Linked DNA regions of Mus musculus: regions 1, 3 and 4 are each linked to region 2. Evidence: chromatin contacts called from public HiCAR-type, HiChIP or PLAC-seq and promoter capture Hi-C data. All regions are on one chromosome and are shown on one strand. Each heading gives the region's core, a stretch centred on a gene start, on an enhancer-like site or on the middle of the called end of the contact. The rest is flanking DNA. Distances are from core to core; before and after follow the strand shown. Region 1 has its middle 120 kb from the start of Gm40048. Region 2 holds the start of Cog6 (component of oligomeric golgi complex 6). Region 3 has its middle 94 kb from the start of Gm40048. Region 4 overlaps Frem2 (Fras1 related extracellular matrix protein 2).

Region 1 (3,017 bases), core at 264-2,763, 260 kb before region 2:
GAAATATTTATTTATTATTTATACAGTTTTCTCCCTGCGTGTATGCCTGCACACCAGAAGAGGGAACCAGATCTTATAGATGGTTGTAAGCTACCACCTATAAGGTGCTGGGAATTGAACTCAGGATCTCTGGAAAAGCAGCCACAACTCTTAACCTCTGAGCCATCTCTCTAGCCCCTTATGTATACTTCTATATGAGTACTGCACCAGTCCAACTGAACTATCTAATTAGCGAGGCCATCCCCAGGGACCTCCTTGCTGGGCTCACCAGAAAAGCATACTTCTTTCTGCTCTGTAGGAAAGAAAGCTAATCTTCTTTGTCTAGCACTAAATGCTCGTACCCCAGGGAAGGCACTGTGGCTTAGACTCCAAATTCCAAATGACAAATCATACTTAAAGACATTGATTTCCTTTGCTGGGAAGTTTTATGACCTTCTGCATGTGCTTCATCCTCACCGCGAGTTTGCTTATTGAATTATGCTCATGGCTATTTTTCTTGCCGAATTATTTCTTTAAAAAAAAAAATCCTCTCAACAAGGTACCACTTCATCCCTAGTCTTGTGTAGTCATAGGCCAAGCTTTTCAGCAATAAAAGGTGAGCAACTACTGTGAATAGAGCCGCAGATTTTAAAGCAGAGGGACCACAGACTGTATCCTGAGGGAAGGAGGAGGGTGCTGATCTTCAGGGTTTAATCCAAGGGTACTGGACTACAGCGGATCTCTTCTCCTTCTGTTAATCCCGAGATTCTTCTCTGGTCCCCCATGCTTGACTTGATCTTCATGTTATTTAAGTGTCCACCTAGCAAATGTTAAGGGAAAGAGATGTTATCAAAGGGGAGGAGTTATGAGAAGGGTCTAGTGGACATTTGAGGAATGGGCACCACAGGAAGTCTGCATCAGTTAATGCTGGAACAGCTCTGACATGCTCAGCAGAAGCTATGAGGTTTCCTGGTCGCTTCCAAGGCCTTGGTGGGAGAGGCCAGCCCCTATGCCCAGGAACACTGGCATTGCTAAGAGTATCAGACAGAAGGGACTCTGGCTGCCTAGAGAGACCAAGCATTACCGACCCCAGATAAATTAAGCTCTAGCCTGAACTCTGCTTTTGGATCCCCTTGCTCCAGTCTCTTCCAGCTGTACCCACACACACACGGGGTAGGGGTAGAATTCCAAGGTATCCAGTTATACCATGTTTCTCTAACCACGTTCCTGGGAACATAAAAGTCCCTGTTGGACATTCTAAAGGTTCATATCGCTGTCAGATCAGCAAAAGGGCAGCCTATCTTTAGTCTTGAATTGCCAAGTGGTGGCTGTTTGCAGGACAGGAAGAGTGTGGTTTGAAGAAAGCTTGGAAATGTAGGCTGAGGTGTATCACACTTGCACATTTGCAAACTTGTACACTTGCACACTTGCACATGTGATATTGCAGTAACGGATAGCACTGAGGGCGGGAAGAACTCAGCTCTAACCCTGTGTACCATGGAGAACTGTCTATCAGTTGACATCTGTTGAGACAGGCATCATGGGTCACTGGGCAGGAAGTAGTTTCTTAGACTTCCAGAAAGGCTTTATGCACCAGTGGATACAGAAGAAAAGAAAATCATTATTATAAAAACCACTTAGCCTTTAGTAAGTGCCACACTTTGTGTTGAGACCTTTCTACATATTTTATTTCATTTACTTCACTGTTATATATAACAAATAGGATTGCTACAGTTTTACAAACAAAGCAGTCAAGACTGAGAGCAGATGAGTAATCTCTCCTTGTTAACAGATTGTGAGGGGAGACCTGGGATTTTAATCTCAAATCAGTGAACTCTCTCACCATGTTATCTCCTCATTTGCAGGTGCAAATTATGGTGCTCTGAAATAGAAACAAAGATCTCAAAATACATTTAAAAAAAGAGGACACGAAATAATCAGGAACTATCAAAGAAAATAAATGGCTTAGAAGTGGGAGGGACAAGACAGAGGTCGGAGCTTTTAAGTGATTCAAAATCCAATTACTCTGTCAATTGTACAGGTCTCTCTCACACAGCTACACCACAGAATCAAAGAAGGTCTACCTTTCAGACATCCATGAACTGTTGCCAATGAATGACTTAGTTCCAAGGAGGAGTTACTTTCTTTCTTTTCCTTCCTCTTTATGATCTAAATGTAGTTTATTTGTGAGTGGCCCTTGCGATGGATTCATGACCCAGTCTTCATAGCTGGGGTTGTTCCTTCAATGTCATCTACAGGATTATGCCACTGAGAATCTGAATTGTAACAATCAGACAAATCAAGGAAGCCAGGCATAAAAGTCTGGCTGAGAATTTTTGAAGCAAAAAACAAATTTAACCAGAAAATGTTGTTGGTTCTGATATTTGTTATCCACAGTGCTGTGCTTAAGGGTACCACAGTAAAAACAAATCAGATAGTTTGTTCTCTCAGAGTTCCTAGTTTTGTGACAAGGAACAAATTGAAAAATATAACTACTCTTTCCAGCCAACACCTAGCACTGGGCATCTCTCAGGGCAGCCGGCAGAAGTGCCACATGACTAAGGTAAGAGAAAGCCCTATCACAGGAATGGAAAGTATGAGCTGGGATGGCCTGTCCCTCAGGATATACATGCAGTCTGAGTTCCAGAAAGCAAGAAGGAGTACTGTGCCCTGAGATGGAACTTGGGGAACTTTTCCTAGGGCTATGCGTGTTTTACTTACAAAGCAAAGATTATTAATATTGTCTACCATGCACCCCATAACGAGCCGGTCTGCACCAAGACCCTGGTGAACAATTGCATTGTGCTTACTGATGGCACACAGTACTGACAGTGGTACCAGTCACACTATGCACTGACCCTGGGCTGCAAGCAAGGGGCCAAGCTGACACCTGAGGAGGAAGAGATCTTAAACAAACAAACAAACAACCAAAAAGATCAAAAAATTCAAAAGAAATATGATAAAAGGAACAGATTGTCAGGATCAGCAGTCTGCTGGGAGAGAAGTTCCAGAAGGGCAGGCTTCTTGTCTGTGTCACC
Region 2 (2,980 bases), core at 157-2,656:
AGAGAGCCAGCTCATCCCTCCAATCTATCAGATGAGGTTAGTAGCACAAACATGTCCATCCATGAACACAGAAAGGGACCCCAGCAGAACCCAGGGCCATTGGTGCCTTGACTCTGGACCTCTCATCCTCCAGAACAATCAGAAATAAATTTCTATTGTTTGTAAGCTACCAAGTATAGAGCATTTTGCTGTAGTAGCTGAAAAGGATTAAAGAAGATTGCAGGAATTAGTATATAGAGATTTGAAATTTTGGGTGCCTGTGCCCAGTAACATGTTATGGCGAGAGAGTTGCTACCACAGAGCAACTGCCAATAAATAAGACTAGCTCGATAATGTGAATCTGAACTTGCAGGTGTAATAAAAAAGATCAGTTAACACTATCACAGTATGGCCATTATTGATAATTGTCACCGTGTTTTGTAAATCAAAAAGTGATATCGCAGGCTGAAGAGATGGCTCTGTGGTTAAGAGCACAGCTGCTCTTGTGTAAGACCTAGGTTCAGTTCTTAGGACCCCGGATTGGAACCATCATAACCCCAGCTCTAGGGGGACATGACGCCCTTTCTGGCCTCCACTGGGACTGCATGTATACAGTGCACATCCATGCATGCATGCATACACACATACACACATGCATACAGGAGAAACACTTTCTTGCCCACTGCTTTCCAGCTACACTGCCTTTGGTCAGTTTGTGAGAATGCAAAGTTCCTTGTTTCTGGGCCTTTACATGTAGGCTTTCTCCTATTTGGAGATTTCTCACAGCTCTAGGTCTCTTTTAAATCTGAAATTAAAGGCCAGGTCCTTCCAAGCCTTCTTGAGTAACCACTTTGGCCTGCATTTCATTTCTTTCCTCTGTCTCTTCATTGCCTTCTGTTTACTGTCTTGTTTATTATTTATGTCAGTGCACACCAGCAGCCCTGGCAAATACTCTAGCTTCGATTGATGCTTTTCAGAATGATGAATTCAGATAAACGAAATTTAATTGCAATCAGTTCTGTTGATCATGCATGCATGCCAGCTACTGGTTTCGGCATATTTTACATATACTTTACATTATTACTTTACATATTTTACATTATTACTTTGGCTTTTTTTTTCAAGATTCAGATTCCTGAAGTCTCTTTTACAACCTCCAACCTCTTTTTTTTGTTGTTGTTGTTGTTGGGTTTTTTTTGTTTGTTTGTTTTTTTTTTTTTTTTTTTTTTAGTTTTTCGAGACAGGGGTTTCTCTGTATAGCCCTGGCTGTCCTGGAACTCACTTTGTAGACAACCTCCAATCTCTTCTGAGCGTGTCCTCGCCTCCCAGGATTTTAAAGTAAACCGGGCAGGTAGAGCGTCTCGGATCGCGGTGCGCATGCGCGGCCAGGTGTGCGCATGCGCGAGTGAGTGCACAAGCGCAGTGCTTCCGTTACGCCGGGTCTGTCAGCGATGGCTGACGCCAGCGGGGAGGTGGCTGCGGTCCCCGCCTCCGGGGCCGCCAATGGCTTCAGTAATGGGGCAGGTGCGACCCCCGCGCAGCCCAACAATCCGCTGTCGCGTAAGCTGCACAAGATCCTGGAGACACGGCTAGAAAATGACAAGGTAACCGGAGGGGGCGGGGCGGACCCCTGGTCTCGGGCAGAAGCTGCTGCTGTCCTAGGCGTAGGGAAGCGCTTTTTGGGGTAGCTGTGCCCTGCCCTTGCGCTCTTGCTGTGTCCTTTACTTGAACTCCTTCCCGCACGCCCTCCCCTTAACCGTCTAGAGCAGTACTTCGCGGCTCTTATCAGAGCTGGCTGTCTCCCCTGCAGCTTTGAGTAGCCAGGTATAGCCGTGCCTACGTGGCACAAAAGAATACAGTAAGGTGGGAGCCGTAAAGACGTGGGTAAAGATAGAAGTAAGTAAAAATAAGCTGTCAACAAGAATTTGACTCCTGTGTGTCAAAAACAGAACATTAACATGCTGAGTTATAAATAAAGCCCTGGGCTAGATAGGGTTGTGACATGCTACCAAAAGCCATACTGAGTAGGACAGCTTGGGATGACAAGCCCAGTGTTAGCATCAAGAAGAAACTACAAAGCGCTTCTCAAAGCGGACCTTAGGTCCACAAAACAGCGAGAAAAAACAAAACAAAACAAAAACGTCATGGTCGCTGATTTGAGAAATTTGCTGCGGGTCTGATGAATAAAACTTTCTGAATCCCTGTGAACCACAGTACTTCAAACCCTGCTGCAAGGACTGGTCAACATAGTAGACCCGTTTCTCCAGCACTCCCAACTGCCAGGCACACAAGCCACTCTTTGCAATTTGAGTGAATCGAGCTATAAAGTTTTGCCTGCATTTATCTGACTTTGGCTCTCACTTCTTCAAGCATCTTGACAACTTTGTGCAGGAAAAAACACGTTCACAAACAACTGGAAGCTCCCTAAGAGTTCACAGAATCCAGAACTCATTGGCAAAAATGTGTCCATTGTAAAGGTTTCTGTTTTAATTAATAAAGGTGTTTGAGCTATTGATTTATAATTGGCATACTAAAATCAGTTTCTTTTGCACCAAACCAGTATAAATGTACATATTTTTATCTCATGATACTTGGTGCTATAACTTTCTACACTTTGACAATTCACTTACAGTCTCTCAGAACATATACTACATAAAGAATTGCCTTCTCAGAAATGGAGGAGGAATGGAGGGAGGGGAGAGGGGCTGTGAGGAGAGTAGGGGAGGGGAAACTGGTCAGGATGTAAAATAAAGTTAAATGAAAAACGGGAATTACCTTCTTGTAAAAATTAACAAATATATTAAAGTTCAAAGCAATTCTGTTGTGTACTACCTTTACATATATAACTATATGTAAGTAGACTGTGAATTGTGTCCTGGAAGTAAGTTTACTGCTTATTAATTAAGTCAGATATTACTTTTTGAGTCATTTAGTGGAAATAAGTCAATTGAAAATAATTTTATTGAGTTTTGGCTGGATATCAGGAAACCACTGAAAAGTC
Region 3 (2,816 bases), core at 193-2,692, 280 kb before region 2:
AGCTGATACTCCTAGCAGTGGGGGATATGGGGTCTAAAACAGCCACCTCCTGAAGCCAGGCAGGACTTCTAGTGGAAGGATAAGAACACCAACCCACCCACAAAACTTTTGACCCAAAATGTGTCCTGCCTATGAGATGTGCAGAAAATAATTTTAAAAATCAGTTATTACTCAAGGCATAAAAAAATGTTTCTCTATTCCATTCTTCCTTGTGGCCAATCCCCTTCTCAGGCCAAATTTCCACTATTTTTAAAGCTATCTTTAGGAGCTATTAACTCATTTTGGCTTCTCAAGATAAGGCTTCACTCTGTGAACTTGCTATGTAAGCCAGACTGGCCTTGAACTTATGGCCATCCTCCTGCCTCAAAGCTGTGGTGCTCTCTCTGCCTCAGCCTCCTTTTGCTGACATCACGAACATGGTCCACCCGGCTGTGATTTCCGGAAGCCTTGGTAATTTCTTTTAGTTCCTTAAAGAATTGGGAGGAAATGGCAGGTTCCTTGAGAAGTAGAGCCTACCGGAAAGGCTTCAGTAATGGGAGCCCAGTCATTTCCTCTCCTCTCTTTGGCCCTCCAGCCATAAGACTGACAGTTTGGGCCTATCATATATTTCTACCATGATGTATGTCACAGGGCCGGAGTGATGCCGATCAATATGGACAAAACCCTCTGAATAAACCTACACTAAGTCTTTTCTCTTTGTAAGTAGGGCTTAGGTATTTGGTATAATCAGAGGATACTGACAAACCTACTCCTTAACAACTTCTTTTGTTGCCTGGAGTCATAGGTGATTGGTTTTGTTTGCTTAATTTACCATGTCAATAATGTATCAAGGGCGAATGGAACAAACTCCCTCTGAATTAGCTGTATGCTCTCTGGCATAGCTTTTCTGTTTTGATTTCTCTCCAGAACTGTCTGTTCTCCTGCCGCAGTCAGACCTGCTTTTCTCAGGGACTGCTCCTTAGCTGGAGTGACAACGTTGTTACCACCTCCGAGTCCCATAATCCTCTTGGCTTCTTCCCAGAACTCTGTTTCTCACTTGGCTCACTTTGGTTTGCTGAAGCAGCAACTGCTGCTAGGACCTTATGACAAAGCCTATCAGACGATGTTTTGAGGCCTTAAAAACATTTTATTGTGTCTTCCTCCTAACCTCACACTTAAATGGCAATAAATTCAAAATAAAAACTTATTTTCCCTTGCCGTCTGAGGGGAATTGCTCAGTTCGCTGTGGCTCACGCTTTGAGCCGCTGTTCTGGCTGTTGGTATGTCGATGAGCAGAGGACTGGTCCTCTGGGGGGCGTTGCTCTGCAAACACGGTGGCTGCTTTGTTTGTGTATTTCTGACTCTTGGCCCAAGACTTTTGAATGGTCTGGTCAACTTTCCCAGAAACGGATCTTCTGGTCTGCTGCTTGTGGGGTGGGAATGGGGGTGGGGCTATGGGCCTGACTGGCAGTGTCCGTAGCCAGAAGAGCCCAGCTATTGCTCAGCCCCATCACTTCCACGCAGCCCCTCTCTACATGTCACCTCTCTCTGCTCTTCCTGATTCCCAAAGATCCAATGTTTCTGGTTCAGTTTCTTCCTGGATTACACTCTCATCTTCTGCCATAGAAAAAGAAGACCGTTTTCTACCATGTGGGCCAAAGGAGGGCTCATTGGTCTAACTGCTGTTCACATGAAAGTGAAAGTCAATTTCTAGCTTTTATAGTTAACCATTCCACCACCTTTAGAGACATTAGGACATTTACATTAGGAAATTCAGGCTTCAAATTAATCTGTTTGCTCTGTTGCTAGTTTATATTTCTATAATCCCTCCCTATTGCTAATTTAATTACAAATTCACTATAAATTATAAAATAAACTCCAATTAATCCCTCCCTAGTGCTAAGTTATATTTCTACTTTCTTTGGTTCAGAACATTTAAAAATCACTGATTTCTCCGGTTTAAAGCTTCCAGACTGCTGAGGTCACTTCATATCTACTCTTCACTCCTGTCTCCCTTGTCCTTTGTCCTTTCAAAAACGTTTAGATGACATTTTAATAGTAATTCACAAGCAAACAGGTATAAGTGTGCGTGTGTTCGATTTGCTGTGCTTTCTTAGATGGTTTTTGTTCTGCTGTGAACTTCTCAGAACCTAAATGATGCCTAATTTCTTTGTAAAAAAAAAAATCTGAGAATCAACTTATTTTTTTCTCAGTGCTATAACAAAATATTTGAAGCATGGTACTTTAATAGAACAAAGTGGGTTTAGGGTTTATTTAGCTCACTGTTTAGAAGGTGGAATATCCACACACACAAAAATAAATAAATAAAAACCACAGGGCTGACTCTGATGAATCAACCTTCCTTAGTATAATAGATGATGTCATTGTATATAACTGTGTGGTAGAGAGACAGACAGACAGACAGACAGAGACACACACACACGCACACAGACATGGTGGGGTGAGTAAAGAGAATCACAGGGTCAAAAAGAAGCTAGAAAGAAACTCCAGTCTTTTAAAAGAATATCTCATTCTTGTGTGGGGTAAGTAAAATTTACAAGTTAATTCCTTTTTTTATTGGTGTAATCTCAAATATACCGCCAATCCCTAAATAATCTACCATCTCAACGTTAGCATGTTAGGGCTATCTCTAACTTATGAGCCATTGGGATGAGGGCTATCTCCAACTCAGGCTCCCGGGAGGTTCCTTTTGTTTGCTAGCACTTCTGTTATTACAAAGAGTTTCTAGATTTGGTTAGTTTACAGCCCTTTTCCTTCCGTGGGCTTTGAACCAGCGTGGCTCTAAGTCTTTTCCTTCCTGTGTTGTTCTTGTGACA
Region 4 (2,811 bases), core at 181-2,680, 500 kb before region 2:
CAAGGTTCTCAAGAACTGAGCCTAGATGTTTACAGTATTGAACCCGTGCATAGTGAGAAACAGCTTTACCAATGGTGAAGGGTGAGAGTGATATTTATTAACATGCTTTGGACCACCAGAATGCCTCTTGGGCGCGTTTTCTAGAACAGTGATGGCAAATGAGATTAGTCTTAGAGGAACAGCCGCACGACACCATCCGGAGCTTATATCAGCCACAGGAAATTGTATTAGGCTAAAATCTGCTCTAAATAATGGGAATCTCTCTAGACATGTCACTCCAGAAATTGACTTGGAGGTGGCCATGGCTGTCAATCATTCTCTTCAGTGATCCAGGAAGAGAACATCTCTGTCTGGCCTCCCCCAGTTCAGCGAGCCGGTGCTATGAGGTTGCCCTCTGGGACCTTATCTGTGTTCTGTCACTTTGATCGTTCACTGTGTAAAAACCTCTTCAGAAGAGTATGTTAGAAATTCTGTTTAGAACAGGAACACTTCAGCAGAGTAATGGCCATTTCCTAAAACCCAGTGAATACATTTATACCAAAATGAATGCCTTCACATAGCCCTCAAAGGCTGCATGAAGCCCCTCACGCTTCAGCCACACCCTGGCCAAGCTGAACCATCCTGGTAGAATGGAGATACTCGGAAGCAAACTTCATCTCAGGTCATTCCTGTATGTCAGTGGGTATCAACCTGTGAGTGCCAGCCTGTCTATCAGTGGGTGCCTGTGAGTGCCAGCCTGTCTATCAGTGGGGAGTGGGTGCCTGTGAGTGCCAGCCTGTCTATCAGTGGGTAGTGGGTGCCTATGAGTGCCAGCCTGTCTATCAGTGGGTAGTGGATGCCTGTGAGTGCCAGCCTGTCTATCAGTGGGTAGTGGGTGCCTGTGAGTGCCAGCCTGTCTATCAGTGAGTAGTGGGTGCCTGTGAGTGCCAGCCTGTCTATCAGTGGGTGCCTGTGAGTGCCAGCCTGTCTATCAGTAGGTGCCTGTGAATACCAACCATATCTTGACTGAGAAAGGGAAGCTGCACTGGTCCTGAAGGAGAAATGCCTGTTGCCTGCTTCCCTCTCCATCCAGTGTCTTTCAAGAGATGAGACACACTGTAGCACCCTTCTGTTGGGGAGCTTAGCGAGTCCTATCTATAGCACAAGTGTCCCCCAGGGGACTGACTCACAGGGGCAGAAAGCGTTGTCAGCCCAGGGGTCCACTTATCAGATGGAGTGGTTCATTATCATCCTTTCTTTGTTTTACCTCCAGCAGACCCTTAGCTCCATGTTTGGCTACCTCAGAATTTGGGAATGACCATGTTGCCAACAGTATAGGAACTTCCACTGCTTAGCTTTCAGTTCATCTTCTGAAGATAGTCAGAGCAATTGTTCTCAACTGGCTTGCTGTTTCTAGTGGTTGAGCACTTCCAAGCCTGACTGCCCTGTGGCCTTCAGCTCAGGAAGTGAATATAGCAACGAATGGCACATTATCATATATTGTGACCAGGATGCGTCTATGCCAAATCTCACTCGGCTGTGCATTGTTCTATTGAAGCTATTGTCTATAAGTTAGATGTTATATTAAGTACAAGATAAGCCTAGCCTCCTGCAATAGGAAATGTCAGTATTCTTTCTCTCTCTCCCATCTCTTCTTCCTCCTCTTACTGGTATTTTTTTTTCATAATTTTAAAAGTATCTATTTACTAAATATGTGGCTTAAAATACAGTAATCGTTTTAAAAATCTTTTCAATAAGAAAAAAAAATGTTTTTTAAATAAAGTAAGTCTTTGTTTTCAGTATTTTGTTTTTTTAATATTATGATATTTTGAGAACAAATACTCGAAGTAATTTCCCATAGAGAATAGGCAGTCAACTCTAGTTCTTGACTTCCTCCAAACCTCCTGATAAAGACCAACATTTGGTTGGTATTAAAAGCAAAGATAAATGTTAGCATCAGTGGCCCTCCTAAGCATACAAGCAACAAAACATTAAAACCCATGAATAACAGGACTGGAGCAATGGCTTCACAGGAAAATATACACAATACAGTGTTCAGTACTGGGGATGGTACCTACGACTCACACATACACGGTGGGTGGCACTACCTCTGATCTACAGTACAACCCTTTCTTAAGGTTTTGGCTTGATACTGTTTAGCCCAGACTAGCTGTGAACTTGCTCTTTCGCTCTGGCTGGCCTTGAACTTTCAGTCTTCCTGCCTCAGTCTCCCACATAGGGAGAGTCACAGCCCCCACCAGCACTGTCCTCTTGATCATCCATTCTGACTAACGGCTAGAAACCAGGCCACTCACCCTGCCCTCAGGCAACTGGTAATCAAGTAAGGCTCTGTCTTTGGAGGGAGGTGAACAGAGCTTCTTCTAGACAAGCAAACAGGGCCATGTGTGTATCTATCTGTGTCCCACAATGAAACTTCTTAGAACATTATCATTAGATTCCACTCTTTCTTTTTTAACCTCAAAGCAAGCCTAGTATGACGTCTGCTGCCCTCCCCCCTCCCTGCCCCCACAGCCTGTCATTTGTAAGGACTCTGTGTATGCTCAGAATCAAGGAAGCGCCTGTGCGAAGCAAAAAGTTCTATCCAGCCACCTTACTATAAACTCTTTCCCAGCACAGCCGTTTCAAAGTTAACATTTAAACCCATGTAAAGCCAGGCATGGCGACTCACACCTTCAATCTCAGCACTCAGGAGGCAGCAGCAGCAAAGGGATCTTTATGAGTTTAAGGCCAGCCAGGTCTCCATTGTGAGTTCCAGGATAGCCAGGCTGTGTGGACAGCTACTGTCTCAAAAATAACATTAAAATAAAATTT

What was found. Promoter capture Hi-C pulls out the DNA fragments that hold promoters and counts their contacts. HiCAR-type assays count read pairs that join an accessible place to other places. HiChIP or PLAC-seq counts read pairs in DNA pulled down with a chosen protein or histone mark.
Region 1: a contact with region 2 is called in a promoter capture Hi-C map of pre-B cells, with 2.2 times the contacts expected there. The contact joins the enhancer-like site here to the promoter of Cog6 in region 2. A contact is called at or near these places in 5 of 39 promoter capture datasets (the C10 cell line, the SN4741 cell line, embryonic stem cells and 2 more), 1 of 484 Hi-C or Micro-C datasets (pre-B cells), 3 of 115 datasets of contacts at active chromatin or transcription factors (the 230-238 cell line, embryonic stem cells and large pre-B cells) and 2 of 9 other capture datasets (adipose tissue and embryonic stem cells).
Region 3: a contact with region 2 is called in a HiCAR-type map of fibro-adipogenic progenitors, with 4 times the contacts expected there. The contact joins the enhancer-like site here to the promoter of Cog6 in region 2. A contact is called at or near these places in 1 of 39 promoter capture datasets (embryonic stem cells), 3 of 15 datasets of contacts at CTCF or cohesin (the NIH/3T3 cell line, pro-B cells and stem cell-derived epiblast-like cells), 3 of 484 Hi-C or Micro-C datasets (liver, muscle stem cells and stem cell-derived epiblast-like cells), 5 of 115 datasets of contacts at active chromatin or transcription factors (the 230-238 cell line, craniofacial prominence, fibro-adipogenic progenitors and 1 more) and 1 of 9 other capture datasets (embryonic stem cells).
Region 4: a contact with region 2 is called in an H3K27ac HiChIP or PLAC-seq map of large pre-B cells, with 9 times the contacts expected there. The contact joins the enhancer-like site here to the promoter of Cog6 in region 2. A contact is called at or near these places in 6 of 39 promoter capture datasets (the C10 cell line, cranial neural crest, embryonic stem cells and 3 more), 10 of 484 Hi-C or Micro-C datasets (CD8 T cells, the CH12 cell line, LSK cells and 6 more), 3 of 115 datasets of contacts at active chromatin or transcription factors (embryonic forebrain, embryonic midbrain and large pre-B cells) and 1 of 9 other capture datasets (embryonic stem cells).

Annotation. Positions count from the first base shown.
Region 1 is chr3:53,276,682-53,279,698 of GRCm38.p6, reverse strand. No RefSeq gene overlaps it. Among named protein-coding and RNA genes, the nearest start is that of Gm40048, 120 kb to the left of the region's middle. Within about 2 kb of position 1,513, at least 14 of the 459 cell types and tissues checked have an H3K27ac peak or open chromatin away from gene starts, as enhancers often do. A contact at or near this core is called in the 230-238 cell line and pre-B cells, where this site is marked.
Region 2 is chr3:53,015,649-53,018,628 of GRCm38.p6, reverse strand. Cog6 (component of oligomeric golgi complex 6) reads left to right here and starts at 1,406. Exons shown (of 19, transcript NM_026225.3): 1 at 1,406-1,583. The coding sequence starts at 1,431.
Region 3 is chr3:53,300,242-53,303,057 of GRCm38.p6, reverse strand. No RefSeq gene overlaps it. Among named protein-coding and RNA genes, the nearest start is that of Gm40048, 94 kb to the left of the region's middle. Within about 2 kb of position 1,442, at least 5 of the 459 cell types and tissues checked have an H3K27ac peak or open chromatin away from gene starts, as enhancers often do. A contact at or near this core is called in fibro-adipogenic progenitors, where this site is marked.
Region 4 is chr3:53,512,905-53,515,715 of GRCm38.p6, reverse strand. Frem2 (Fras1 related extracellular matrix protein 2) reads left to right here. Exons shown (of 24, transcript NM_172862.3): 24 at 1-1,778. Among named protein-coding and RNA genes, the nearest start is that of Stoml3, 26 kb to the right of the region's middle. Within about 2 kb of position 1,430, at least 12 of the 459 cell types and tissues checked have an H3K27ac peak or open chromatin away from gene starts, as enhancers often do.